Linked DNA regions of Danio rerio: all the other regions are linked to region 3. Evidence: chromatin contacts called from public Hi-C data. All regions are on one chromosome and are shown on one strand. The core of a region is the stretch at or near the end of the contact, and the rest is flanking DNA. Distances in the headings are between cores, read along the strand shown.

Evidence for each region. Hi-C and Micro-C count contacts between places; a contact is called where the count stands out from the background.
Region 1: a Hi-C map of hematopoietic stem cells shows a contact between it and region 3, with 3 times the contacts expected there. The contact joins the promoter of lysmd4 here to the promoter of nr2f2 in region 3. A contact is called at or near these places in 3 of 18 Hi-C or Micro-C datasets (embryo, hematopoietic stem cells and an unstated tissue).
Region 2: a contact with region 3 is called in a Hi-C map of embryo, with 3 times the contacts expected there. The contact joins the enhancer-like site here to the promoter of nr2f2 in region 3. A contact is called at or near these places in 4 of 18 Hi-C or Micro-C datasets (caudal fin, embryo and hematopoietic stem cells) and 2 of 4 datasets of contacts at active chromatin or transcription factors (caudal fin and embryo).

The regions. Positions count from the first base shown.
Region 1 is chr18:25,985,710-25,990,159 of GRCz12tu, reverse strand. lysmd4 (LysM, putative peptidoglycan-binding, domain containing 4) reads right to left here and starts at 2,847. Exons shown (of 3, transcript NM_200850.2): 1 at 2,763-2,847; 2 at 1,080-1,357. The coding sequence starts at 1,349.
Region 2 is chr18:25,870,483-25,875,094 of GRCz12tu, reverse strand. All of the region lies in intron 3 of si:ch211-147m20.3 (a long non-coding RNA gene), which reads left to right. All of the region lies in intron 2 of LOC141378832 (a long non-coding RNA gene), which reads right to left. Among named protein-coding and RNA genes, the nearest start is that of si:ch211-147m20.3, 29 kb to the left of the region's middle. Within about 2 kb of position 1,689, at least 8 of the 62 cell types and tissues checked have an H3K27ac peak or open chromatin away from gene starts, as enhancers often do.
Region 3 is chr18:25,296,048-25,301,021 of GRCz12tu, reverse strand. It overlaps nr2f2 (nuclear receptor subfamily 2, group F, member 2), which reads left to right and starts at 1,931. Exons shown (of 3, transcript NM_131183.2): 1 at 1,931-3,153; 2 at 4,228-4,755. The coding sequence starts at 2,688. LOC100536923 (a long non-coding RNA gene) reads right to left here and starts at 105. Exons shown (of 4, transcript XR_012394318.1): 1 at 1-105.

The DNA.
Region 1 (4,450 bases), core at 1,598-4,097, 690 kb before region 3:
CCTTATTAAAAAGTACATGCTGATCGACTGATATTTGTTGGTTATTTGTTGCAGTTCTAAAATTTATTTTCAAATACACTTATTTTATTTTCAAGATCTTAGGTAAACTATCTGTTGCTGGATTTAGTTTGACAATAAATGTCATGTAAAATTATGTTCCAGCTCACACTGCTAGCTCAACAATGAAAAAAGCACATCATCAGTACCTCGGGTAATCATTTCCATAGTAGTTTAGACTGCTGTTCAGACACAAAATATAGAAACTGTTTCTAAAATAGAAATTTCAGATGATGATTTGGACAAAGACTCATTTAACAAGGTAAAGCTTCCTTTTTGTCGCATCACTCGCATGTTGTTGCTTGTGGTGTAGGTTCGTCAATCTGGCACTCATCAATCTGGCAACCTGCGCTTGCATGGAGTCTTCGAAGAAGTGCAGGGTGAAGAAGTGTTTTGAATTAGGAGTGTAATATCTAGTTCAACCACTGGGCTACATACTGCACCTTTAAACTGTAGGACTTGATTAACTTGAACAGGTGTGTTTAATTAGAGTTGAAATTTGAAGTTTCCTTTCAGAAACTAATTTTAACACTGCTGCCATACAATAAGCATTTTCGTTTTCCAAAAAACCTTTTAGTGAGCTGTTCATAAAATATTGTTTTTTCTTAACATAAAGTACATTTCAATAATATAAATTTATTTTTTTTTTGCTTTTGAATAAACTTTTGGCCGATGGAAAGTTTCTACAATTCTAAAAATAAAGAATTCAAGATTATTATTATTTGTTTATTTATTTTTATTTATTTATTTATTTATTTTTTGCAATGGAGCCATAGAAAAAACATTTTAGCTCCTTGAATCTTTTAGTGAACAGTTATTAAAAGAACCATGTTTTACTTAGTATGAAGAACATTTTAATAATCTCAATACCGTTATTCTACATTAAAGAACCTTTTGTGCAGTGGAAAGGTTATTGAGATGTTTACAATTTTTCAAACAACAATTAGACAACAGAAAGGATTGCTATTTTTAAGAGTAGAGTATATGAATAAAAAAATTAACCAAACAATTAAACAAGATACCTTGCATCCATACTGAAGGGCCAGTTTGCTGAGATTGTCCTCATGGGAGATGTCCCGTTCCAGCAAGAGCATTTCTCCCACTCCTTCTTTCTCTTTTGAGGATGAATCTCTGCTCCTAGGCCTGAGCTCCATGACATTGAGTTCCTCATCTTCTGACGACGCTTCCGGTTCTTCTTGTCTGTGCCTGAACATATACACTTGGCCATCTGCACTGGCATGTACATCTACTGGAGCCTGAAAGGCTCGAGGGGGAGGATCTCCACGCCTCATCACTGCAACTAGACACATTTAAAAAGAATAAACATTTGGTCCCTTTACATACATACTGTATTAGTGTTAAATGGATCAGTATTTATTTGAATGAGTACATCCCCTGTTGAAAAAAATATATATTTTTTTATTAATTTCTCAGTGAATATATATTTTAGATATTTTGATGCACTTTATCAAACAGTTACATCTAGTAAAATAAGTTCGGAAATCTAAAATCTTTAGAAATAAACAGATTCAAATGAGTTATTGTTTAATTTTAACAATAATAATTAATAATTTTATATTTTATAATAAATGATAATTTTATTTTTTCTTTCTTTCTCTAAATTTTTCCTGTTCATTATAGTTTTATTTAATATTTTCCAACAACATACAGTATTAGAGTAGTTCCAGTTTTGGCTTTGGTACTGACTAATCTAATGTATATGCAAACATGTATTATTGTAAAGCATCCAATAGAAAATATGAATTTAAAAGAAAGATCTTTGAGGGGTGTACTGCTTTATGCTGAGCACTTCGTAAATAAATATATTACAATGTTAGATTAAAGAAATATATATTTATATCTAAAATAATAAGAAACTACTGTTTTCTGTTGAGCACTTAATATGATCAAATCATTTAATAGAGAGGAACATTTTTGTTGTACTGCTCTTTATAGCAACTTCTCACGCTAACCTTTTTTCAATCCCCTGTTACTATGGGAATTATTTGGGTTTATTTAATTGTGTTTATTAATTAGGATACATGAAACACTGTAGAACTGTTCATTACTGTCAAGAAAATCAAATTCTATGTGGGATGTTGCATACTGTTAGGTATTGCTAGTAAAACAGAAAAAATAAGATATTTTAGGGTGCAAAACAAGTGTTTTATTTTCCAACATTAACGTTATCATATCATAATCTGCAATCATGTCATGTCAGGCAAAGTTGCTCTTTGTTGTAATAAAATGTTTGCGACAAAGTTATTAACTAACTGAGAAACGCACAGCAGAACACGAAACAATGTATCATTGTTGATAAGTATGTAACTAATCTGCTGACGTTTGATATCGTGAACGCTTTCTGTTTCTACTTGTAGCCTATCACAAGAAAATCAGAGTTGTAAGCTGGTTATTATCTGGCCGAAACAACAGCAGTCAAGCCAATAACACCGTTACTTGAACTGACACTCTCTCCAAAGTTATTTTGTCATCCTAAAATTGAGCAAAGATCAAATTAAAACAAAACCAAAGCATATTTTATATAGGTTATCAATAAAATAGAGTATGTAAACAGTAATCACTTATAAAGGTTAAATTACAATAGCCGACACTCGTAAGCTTAAGTTCATGTTATCAACATCGAAGTTAAAGCCTACTTTTTCATAATTATCTCAGTTATTGAACTTAATCTAAATAGCTCTCACCTTTTTAGACAAAAACAGCAACATCGTGCCGACAAAAATATCCCGAAGTGTCATTTTAGAAAGTAACTTCACACCGCAACCGAGGGTGCTTGTGAGGGTGTAGATTGACAGGTCCTCCAGCCAATCAGCTCGTTGGAAAAGGCGAGTTCTCTACACCTATTACGTAAAAGATTGCTTGCGCTATACTTTTTTTTGGATAATGTAAGCCGCGTCTAGCTTCATATCAAAACCTGATGTCAGAAGGCTACTACAAATGGTAACATTAGATGATAGATTGACCGTGAGTTTGCCAAAAGTTAGCTATAAAGTTGTAAGTTTAAAGAGTTAAGTGTGGTTGAGGTCACAGGCGTTTCTTACGTGTCACGGCAGGATGTAGTAATTTACAGTAGGTGAGTCAATAGTGGGTGTTGCCTATAATGAAATACTCGCGCCTGTCGTTTATTAGTACTGTAAGTTACGTATTGAAATTTTATGTCAGTTCCTTCTTAATGCATTAATATTGATCTTGAAGGGATGTGAGAAGAATTTAGTGAAAACCTTTACTGAAGGTACGAACATTTCCCATGGTTTTCTAATAAATATGTAGCTATAGCAAGGCTATAATAAATGTGTAGGCCTAGTAAGCCTTTTGGCACACTGATTAGCCCACTTTACTATTTGTATATCCATAATTTACCTACAAATAGGCCTGCCATTAATCTGAATGGCTAGTGTAAGTTATCAAAACCACATGGCTGATTTTAATAATTGTACTTTAACTATACGCTAATAAACTTATTATTTGTTTATTATTATTTTTTGTGACGTTCTTATAAGGGGTTTTCATAAAGAACATTTTTAATAACAAAACACGCAATATAAAATACTAACATGTTTAGTGCATATATATACTACCGGTCAACAGTTTGGGTCAGTTTTTTTTTTTTTTTCATGTTTTTTTTTTAAAGAAAATTATTCTGTAAAAAAAATTAATTGTTAAATATTTATTAACATTTTAAATAACTGCTTTCTATCTAGTTTCAAAATTATTACTACTAATTATAGTCATTATTGCATTTATTACTATTACCATTATTAATAATAATAATAATAATAATAATAGAGTGATTTAGAGTAATGAAGCTGAAAATTCATCTTTAAAATCACTGGAATAAATTATTAAACGAGATTATAAACTACTTTTAAAGAGTAATGTTATAGTGAAAAATTATTTCACAACTTTTAAAGCATTTTTTATTAAATAAATGTAGCCTTGGTGAGCAGGATAAGTGTATTTTAAAACGTTTAAAAATCGTATTTAGCCCAAACAGGCAACACAGTGGCACAGTAGATAGTGCTGTAGCCTCACAGAAAGAAAGTCGCTGGTTCGAGCCTCGGCTGGGTCAGTTGGCGTTTCTGTGTGGAGTTTCCTCCGGGTGCTCTGGTTTCCCCCACAGTCCAAAGACATGTATCTGTGAATTGGGTAGACTAAATTGTCCATAGTGAATGAGAGTGTATGGATGTTTCTTAGAGATGAGTTGCAGCTGGAAGGGCATCCGTTGCAAAAAACACATGCTGGATAAGTTGGCGGTTCATTCCGTTGTGGCAACCCTAGATTAATAAAGGGACTAAGGTGAAAAGAAAATGAATGATTGAATGACTTAGCCCAAACATTTTGCAGGTAGTGCATATATATAAACACACAGACA
Region 2 (4,612 bases), core at 440-2,939, 570 kb before region 3:
GCTGGATAAGTTGGTGGTTCATTCCGCTGTGGCGACCCCAGAATAATAAAAGGACTAATCTGAGAAGAGAATGAATTATTATTATTATTATTATTATTATTATTATTTTACACTACTACATGATTCATGTACTGCATGTAATGAGCCACAGGTGGGCAGCTAAGCTTGTATGTTGATTTGTGTTTTTCCCATGCACAGCATTATGAAGTATTTGTTACTCTGATGGTAAAATTGAATGGAAAAGACCACGAGGCGATGCAAATGGGTCTTTTGATCTGTCAACAGCCTGCAGATTTTTGTTTCCTCTTTTTACCCGGTAACTGCTAATGGGTAATATGATGTATTGCATGTCAGCTTGGCATTATTAGATACGCACTCAAAGACTCTTGTTCATAAGGATTTTTTTTTTTTTTGCTTATTCAGCCATTTGAATTCTCGCCTTTCATATACAAAATTACTCTGATGGATTGATAGGAAAACATGTACTAACAGGGAGAGAGAGTGAGAGAGAGAAAGGCTGGCGTAGTTGTTCAAGCTGGCAGCGCGGATTGTGGCATCTGTTGATAAAGAAACAGCATACTGCTCAAGTCAGGATTCTTCTTTTCTCCTTTCAAAACCAATTTTGATGTCTCGAGTGTTGTCATATGTTTATTTCTTCCATGAGGTGTAAAATTTCCCTAGCCTAAATGACAAATATCACGATGATTGTTGTTAATGAAGTCACATCTGAAGGAAATGGAAAAGCAAAGTAAACTTGATTAATTAGTTGGTGCACATTAAGCATTTTTAAGATGTAACCGCTTATTTTTTAGCTGAATTAGTGTACAATACAAACAGTCTAGTGTTTAGTATGTATCATGGATATCAGTTACACACATGATGTGCTTCATTCAGACACAGATGAGCATCTTTCGTGTCTTGACAACTTTTACTGCCTGTTTGGGGAAACAAGTGCCCCCTGGTGGAAATTAAACGAACTGTTTCTTCGATATTTGACTGTTATACCAGAACTAAATCCCTTGTTTATCACCGTTTGTCATTAATTGCTCATACACAGTTTAGTTCAATAACACACACACAGTGTAAGCAGAGCATCAGTGGTGTTGATACCCTTTTTAATCTGTCAACAGATCATTATAATTGAGATTTCCTTTTGTTTTATCCTCTTTTTTTTTTTCAAAAGGAAGGAGAATGTTATATAACTATTGGATTGTACTACAGGCACAGTCCAGGTGAATATTACGCAACATCTGTTGAATTAAACGTAGGTTGAACTGTAGGCGAATGGTGTCAAAGTCAAAATCACGAGCAAAAGTCATGGGAGATCAGTGGAAGCACATGCTCAAACAAATAAATCGGGGATGTGAGCGCTTGCACAGCCAGATGGTTCAAGCATGTACGTTTGCACGCAGAGGTCATCGGAATGGAGAAAATAAGAGAGAGAGGGAGAGAACACGACTCGTTTAATCCCATCGGGAGAGCCACATTCCCATAATGGGAAATTAATAACATGAGCATGATTTCAGATTAAACAGAGCAGTTAGGACCATTAGATCACTTTCATCGCTGGCATTAGGGCAGTGGATCAGGGATTTTCCCCTACACAAATCCTGCAAAGTAGGTCAGTGTCTATTGAGTATTAGCACCATGGCTGTGATCCTGTTGTTTTAGCTCCAGGACAGGGAATTAACCCTTGGGACGGCTGAACAGGATAGGGCAGGGGTTGTTTGAAGGGTAAGTTGAGGGGGTAGGATGGAGGGCATGATTGGATCAGCCCCTGGCTACAAAGATGGACGCAGTCAAATGTAGCGAGACCTAAACCGTGTGCTTTTTCTTTGTCGTCCTCTCTCACTAATACCTTTACACCTCTTTGCCTTTTCTCTTAATAGAGCCAACTGACTCTGCTGGAACTGTCCGATTGTCCAGTAGCTGTCAGCTCCCCCATTAGTTCCCTTCCCATTAGATCCTCTTTATCTGTAAGCTCTACTTCCAAGACTGAAAACAATCAGCTATTCTTGTATAGGATATTAAGACCTTTAATGCTACTTGCTGTTGCTATCTTTTCATGCAGATTAAATGTTATAGAGTATTAAGCTAGTAATACCATGCTCAGGGTTTTGATTTCGCAAAATGAAGGAACTACTGTAATAAAATAATTACAATGAATGCATATTCACCTGCCAGATGTATAAATGTAAAGAGGGTAGTACAGCCAAAACTGAAAATTATCTCCTTAGTTTAACCAAACATTATTTTAAAAAATATAATGTCACATATTAAAGATATTTAAAGAAAGAGAGGGAAAATAGTAATAAAATACTTGTATAAGTGTGTTAAAAGTATGCATGCGATGATAACCAGTTTCAAGGTTTACCATGGTTTGGAAAATCACAGTTTTAAATCATGATGTCAGAGTATTTTATTTATTTATTTATTTAAGGCAACAGGATCTCCTGCATCAAAGGCCCACCTATATCAAAAGCTATTGGTCAGCCCACAATTCAGCAAACATTTTAAAAAGTAATCACAAATGCACCTTCATTCATGCCTGCTATAGACCTGAACAGTGCAGTATTGTTTAGTGTTAAAAAAAAAGCAAAATAACAATAGAGTGATACTGTAATATTTTTATCCAAGGTTATCATATTGTCAGAATACCATGCCTATAGTTAAAAGTAGCTTTGGACCGTGCTGACTACAAATTGAATAAATGTTTACATATTTACTAATAGCAATAAATATTACAATTATTTTTTTATTATTAAAATATTTTATATTGCAGTATTGTAAGCCTCAGCATTTAAACTTTTAACAAAAGTCAAACACTTGCATAAACCCTATTAATAAATAACTGAGAATATTATATGTATTATATATTTAATACATTTATTTATTTATTTATCTTTTAATAAATTTTTTATTTAGTGAATAAAAGTCAGACTATTTTTACCATAAATACATACACACACACATACATACACAACAAAGAAAATAATAATAATACATTTTATATTTGAGAATTTATAATAAATATATTGTTGTTAAGTTTTTTTTTTTTTTAATGGAATGGATTGTTGATGCACACAAACAGACTGACACACAAGCACACTTGCATATTTGGAAATATACTTCATATGTAATACTTCATGCTTTAATATTACTTTTATAGTAAGGTCTAAACAAAATATTATTATTATTATTATTATTATTATTATTATTATTATTATTATTATTATTAGTGTTGTTGTTAGCAATAATAATAATAATAATAATAATAATGATGATGATGATGATGATGATGATGATGATTATTAGCTAGTGATGATGATGATGATGATGATGATAATAACATAATAATAATAATAATAATAATAATAATAATAATAATAATTCTTCTTCTTCTTCTTCTTCTTATTATTATAGTTATTATAATTATTATTATTAACATTAGCTAATTATTATTTTATTATAAGCAAAACATATTATTATTATTATTAGTATTATTATTATCATCATCAAATTTTATTAACACATATTATTGCTATTATATTAATAATTGTTATTTATTATTAATATTATTATTATTATCAAATATTATAGCTTTTTTATTAATAATAATAATAATAATAATTATTATTATTATTATTATTATTATTATTATTATCATTATTATTATTATTATCAAATATTATTGCTATTATATTAATAATTGTTATTTATTATTATTATTATTATTATTATTATTATTATTATTATCAAATATTATTAACAAATATTATTGCTATTATATTAATAATTATTATTTATTTATTATTATTATTATTATTATTATTATTATTATTATTGAGGCCTTTTAACTACATTGTCAAACTTTGTTGGCACTCTCTTTGGCCAAATGATATCACACCTCTCCATCTCTCTGCTTCTGGTGTGATGTGGTGGTCTAATCCGGGACAGGATATTAGACTGAAGCCGGTTGGATCTCTCACAGGAAATGCAGCTCTGAGGGGGGCACTTTCTTGTTGAATCATGTGCATAGTTTTTGACACGTGCGTCACGCCTGCGCCAGTTATTTCCACCTGACTTGCTCAACCTGGATGGTAGCTGCATGGAGGCAAGATGGTGATGAGTGGAAGGCGTTACATACTGTAGGTGAAATGTGTACATTTTACCAAGGGCTCAAATGACTTGACACTACTCCAGGGACTCAGCTGCCTGGCAAAAGAATAATCAGCACACATACCAGACGAAGCAATTACAATCAATGTCTGTAATAACCACGTCCCGGAGTTGTCAGTGACAAAGTTCATAGACAGAGGTCAAGGCTCTCTCAGATTAGTGGGGCTTGTTTTGCTTGGGTAACTGTGGGCCCTGCAGTGAAATGGGGACACTTGCAGCTCCTGTCAGACACTAGAGGAAATGAGCTAACAAAATCTTTTTTTTTTTTTTTTTTTTTTACTTGGAAAACTGTGTGAGTGAAAGGCATAGCATGTTGGAAAGTGGTAGCATTTGTAGGAAAAATATAAATATTACAGGAGTTGATGGCTATCAGTTCAACATTCTTCAAATTATCTTATTTTGTGTTGAACAGAAGAAAGAAACTGACACGTTT
Region 3 (4,974 bases), core at 682-3,181:
CAACGTCCAAGTCAATTAGAAGGAAATCTCAAAAGCATTAATCAGATTAAAATAGGCGCATGTTACTTTGGTGTATGTGAGAGGCGAGCGACCGATGTAGTTTCCATTTAAGATGGCTCTTCCACCTTAAAGAGCGATTCCAGGCAGAAATAATCCAAACGCTAGGAGGCGCCCATATACTGCTGTACGTCCAGTCTCTTCTGCATTTTTCCTCCGAGGCAGCATATGCTGTGATTTAGCACTGTACATTTTTCAGTGGACCCAACTCCGACAACCCATGGTGATACAGAAAGTAGACTTCAACAAGCGAGCTTTAAAAATGTGCTCTGACTTATAACCCGAGGAGCGAGAAGGGAGACACCTTATTTGACCACCCCGAGGCTCCCAGCTAACATCTATGTCAATTAACATAAGACTTCTGGGCTTCTTGTTTTTTCGCTGACCGTCATTTATCTTATGTTTAGGCGTTTTTCGAATGTATTGAGGGTTTCCTTATATCCATGTGATCCATGCAAGAATTTCGTGGAATAATTTATTAAATTATTTTGTAAGGTATATACGTGGTATTCCAAGGCCCTAAAAACATAGTAATCCTAAAATCTATAAGAAAACGTTGAATGCACCATTTATATATAAATAGCTAAGAACTGTTTGACCTTCGTTTTTAGGCTACCTCTAAATCTTTGCAATGCAATCAAAGTTGTCAACCAAAATATTTTTCAGGTGACTATTATTTTTATGGGCACACTCGTCATGTGTACGAAAGTTACATTAATATAAATTGATTCTGCTTTTGCAAACAATATATTAAATTGTGCTGATAACGGTATACGGCGTCAGTAGTAGCCTAATCAGTTATCCTTTTTTTGTGTACATGCACTAAAGACAGTCGATTTAAACATAAGACTAATGCATAAGTATTAGCCTACGAAAGTTTTATAGCTCATTTAGACTAATTTAATGAATACAGGCCCTATATAAATAAGTATGTGAATGCTCAAATTTATGATAAAATAAAGCAATTCTATATATATATATATATATATATATATATATATATATATATATATATATATATATATATATATATATATATATATATGCACCCTGTATTTAGTATTTTTAATATTATTCATTTAACAAGCTTTTCTCCTGTATTGCTTACAAAGTAGCATCTTGCGCGTCTTTGACATATATCTTGATTACAGTGTAAAGTGCTCGAACTTACATCAATAGTCTCTCGCGTATGTTGCTTGTTCCCTCGTGAACGCTCTCTGTTTTAAATGTATTTGTCGGTGCAATATTGACTTGATGAATGATATGCAGTTTCATGATTTATAACGAGGCGTTAATGCGGATTAATGGATTAATGGAACTGACCAAATCACACACGTTGCGGTCAGTCTATAGAGTGAATGGTGTGCAAGGCAAGTGGCAAGAACAAAAAATAAATAAATTTTGAATGGCAGTAATATCACTATCACGGACATATATTTCTTATCGTTTTGTGGTCAGATTAGAGGGACTGTAGCCTATAATTTAATATAGATTTACTTACATTTTTATAACATTTATTTTTAAAAATAAATGGATCTCTGGAGTGTGGAAACGGTGATAAAATATACGTCAAACGTGTATTTTATTTGAAACAAATAAAAAATATGACTGCATGTATTGCGATCATTTTTCCACGGAACTGTGTGCTTCTCTCTTTAGGACCAAGCGGCTCCTCGACCCTTATTCCTGGCTTTGGCAAAGAACCAAGTAGCACAAGTGCCGACTAGCCAATAGGGTTCAGGGGGAGGTCCGTGAGCTCTGACCAGTCAAACACAGTCACTTTCCATATATGGCAACTCATCTCCATGGTAACGTGTGCTAAGTTGCAGCAGTCGTGTCAAAGTTCACTATATAGAGAGCTCAGTGAGCTGATCAGAGAGAAAGCATTCTGCCAGCCCAGCGCCTACAAATCGCAGTCACTTCCTAACCTCCCCCTTTTTAACATATTTGATCACTTTGATTCTCTGTTCTCTCTCTTATTATTTTTACGCGCATGAAGGAGGTTCTATAGGTTGTGATCTTTTTGTTTTATTATCGGTCCTGCTTGCCGGAGAGTTGACTTCATATTTGACTCGAGCACAGGCTGCAACTGCGCGCGGCTGCTAGCGCTACCTCATTTGAAGAAAAGGAAGAAGCGGCAATATTTTTTGCCAGTTGTTGGTTTTCTACAAGACTTTACGCTGGAACTTCTCTTGTGTCGCAAGTATCTTTGAAAGCTGCGTGTCTCTGTGCGTCCGAACATCGCTCCACGCGTGAACTTGTTCGTCCTGCTCTGTTCGTATCTTCTTCCGCAGTGTTTATTTTCCATTTTTTTCCTTGATGGGTTTACTGGATGGATGACTGCAAGTGCCCCTGGACTTGGCCTCTAAGAGCAAGGCTGCTATTCGGCTTGCTTCAATTTTAACCACATGCCAGGTAACGCTATTTCAGTCAAGAAATAGACTACTGTTTCTCGTCGGTGCGCAACTTTGAACGGACATTCAGACTCTAACCGACCGTGCCGATCCTGAATTATTTATTTTACCCTCCTAAGTGATAGAGGCACCGTGCTGCGATATTATTTTTTTAAACAAAGCATTCCGAAACCAAAAACGGGGAACAAAAAGTTTTTTTAACGTTGACTGATAGATATGGCAATGGTAGTGTGGAGAGGCTCCCAGGACGATGTGGCCGAGACCCATGGCACCCTCTCATCGCAAACCCAAGGAGGACTATCCCTTCCGACCCCTCAACCAGGCCAGCTGGGTCTGACGGCCTCTCAGGTTGCCCCTCCGACCCCTCAGACACCCGTTCAAGGACCCCCGAACAACAATAACAACACACAGTCAACCCCGACGAACCAGACGACGCAGAGCCAGTCGGAAAAGCAGCAGCCACAGCATATAGAGTGCGTGGTTTGCGGGGACAAATCCAGCGGTAAACACTATGGCCAGTTCACTTGCGAGGGGTGCAAAAGCTTTTTCAAACGGAGCGTACGAAGGAACCTCACTTACACATGCCGTGCCAACAGGAATTGTCCCATTGACCAGCACCATCGCAATCAGTGTCAGTACTGCCGCCTCAAAAAATGCCTCAAAGTTGGCATGAGACGGGAAGGTATTCGGATTTTTGTTGTTTTACTGCTGTCTTTGTCTTTGTCTTCTGTATTTAGCCTGACTTAATCGCGCATGCTTCTTCCTGTATTTTATCCCCGACTCCTCTCTCTCAATCTGCCCGTCCACAGCATGCGAAGGAACCGCCTATAGCGCTCGAGACTGAGCGTTATCACGGCGCCCTTAATGCTCGAATAAAGAACACCCTCTCCTTAGCGACTATTTCGCATTGCACATGTTCGCAGCTTTAAACTAACCATTGCTTTTATTAGGCGACGAAAACATGGGTATTTGTCTTTATTTTTATAATCACTGCAGATATGCCGTGCGGTTATGGCGAGGGAGTATGGAGAAGCAGCGTCAAAATCACATATACACACACGCGCGCTCACATACACACACACTAAGCTAGGGACTCCAGATCGACCACAATCTACATCTCTCGCTTTTGCTCGAAAACTAGAGAATATTCACTGTTGGGCTTTTTTATTGATTTATTTCAATAAACGTTCCGCCAGACACCCAGTTCGCTCGCAAATTCTCAACAGACAGCTGAACTGACTCTGTCGCTAGCTAAATAGGTTAAGGGTTAGCATTCATGTCTTTCTTTGTGTATGTATTTACTAGACTCATGTTGTCTCAAAAACACAAAGCAGGCTAAAATGTGAAACATTTGCCAATATGTATTTTATTTATTTATTTGCTTTATTAAGTAAATCATATAATTTGGCTAAAATTATTTTGTGTAGTGTATGGTGCAGAACATTTTATGTGCATTTCAGTAAACTAGGTTGTTTATATACACGTTTTTATATATATATATATATATATATATATATATATATATATATATATATATATATATATATTTCACTAAACAGTACAACTATGGATGTCACTCTGAAAGGTTAAAAGTTCTGCACATGTCAAGTGACATATATGAATGCAATTGTTGTAGCAGCTACCTAGCAAACTGTGTGCTAACAACATGCCAAGTAAAGTAGAAAGAAGGTCAAGTTATGTGTTTTTTGTTGTAGAATTCAAGCATCAATATCTACAGTTTCTCTTTTTACTGCAGCCGTGCAAAGGGGACGAATGCCACCCACACAGCCACACCATGGTCAGTTCGCCTTGACAAATGGGGACCCACTGCACTGCCATTCCTACTTATCCGGATATATCTCTCTACTACTACGAGCGGAGCCCTACCCAACTTCTCGGTATGGCAGTCAATGCATGCAGCCCAACAACATCATGGGCATCGAGAACATTTGTGAACTGGCAGCCAGGATGCTGTTTAGTGCGGTAGAGTGGGCCAGGAATATTCCCTTCTTCCCAGACCTCCAAATCACCGACCAGGTTGCCCTTTTGAGGTTGACCTGGAGTGAGTTGTTTGTGCTTAACGCTGCTCAATGCTCCATGCCTCTCCATGTGGCTCCACTTCTGGCGGCGGCTGGGCTCCATGCCTCCCCCATGTCTGCGGACAGAGTGGTCGCCTTTATGGACCACATTAGGATCTTCCAAGAACAAGTAGAAAAGCTCAAAGCTTTGCACGTTGACTCTGCTGAATACAGTTGTTTAAAGGCCATCGTTTTATTCACTTCAGGTAAGTTTTCATATTTAATAACATCTGTTTTTGATAATATATTTTATATTGCAGTGTTTGCACAAAAAAGAACACCGTAGTATTTTAATAAATGTTTTATTTTATAAAAAGAAAGGTGTGCCAGTTTTATCTTATTAATATGTAAGCTTTAAAATATCACGTCATAATAGACACGTAAGTGTAAATATTTTACAAAGCTTTCTAATGAAATTTTCATTT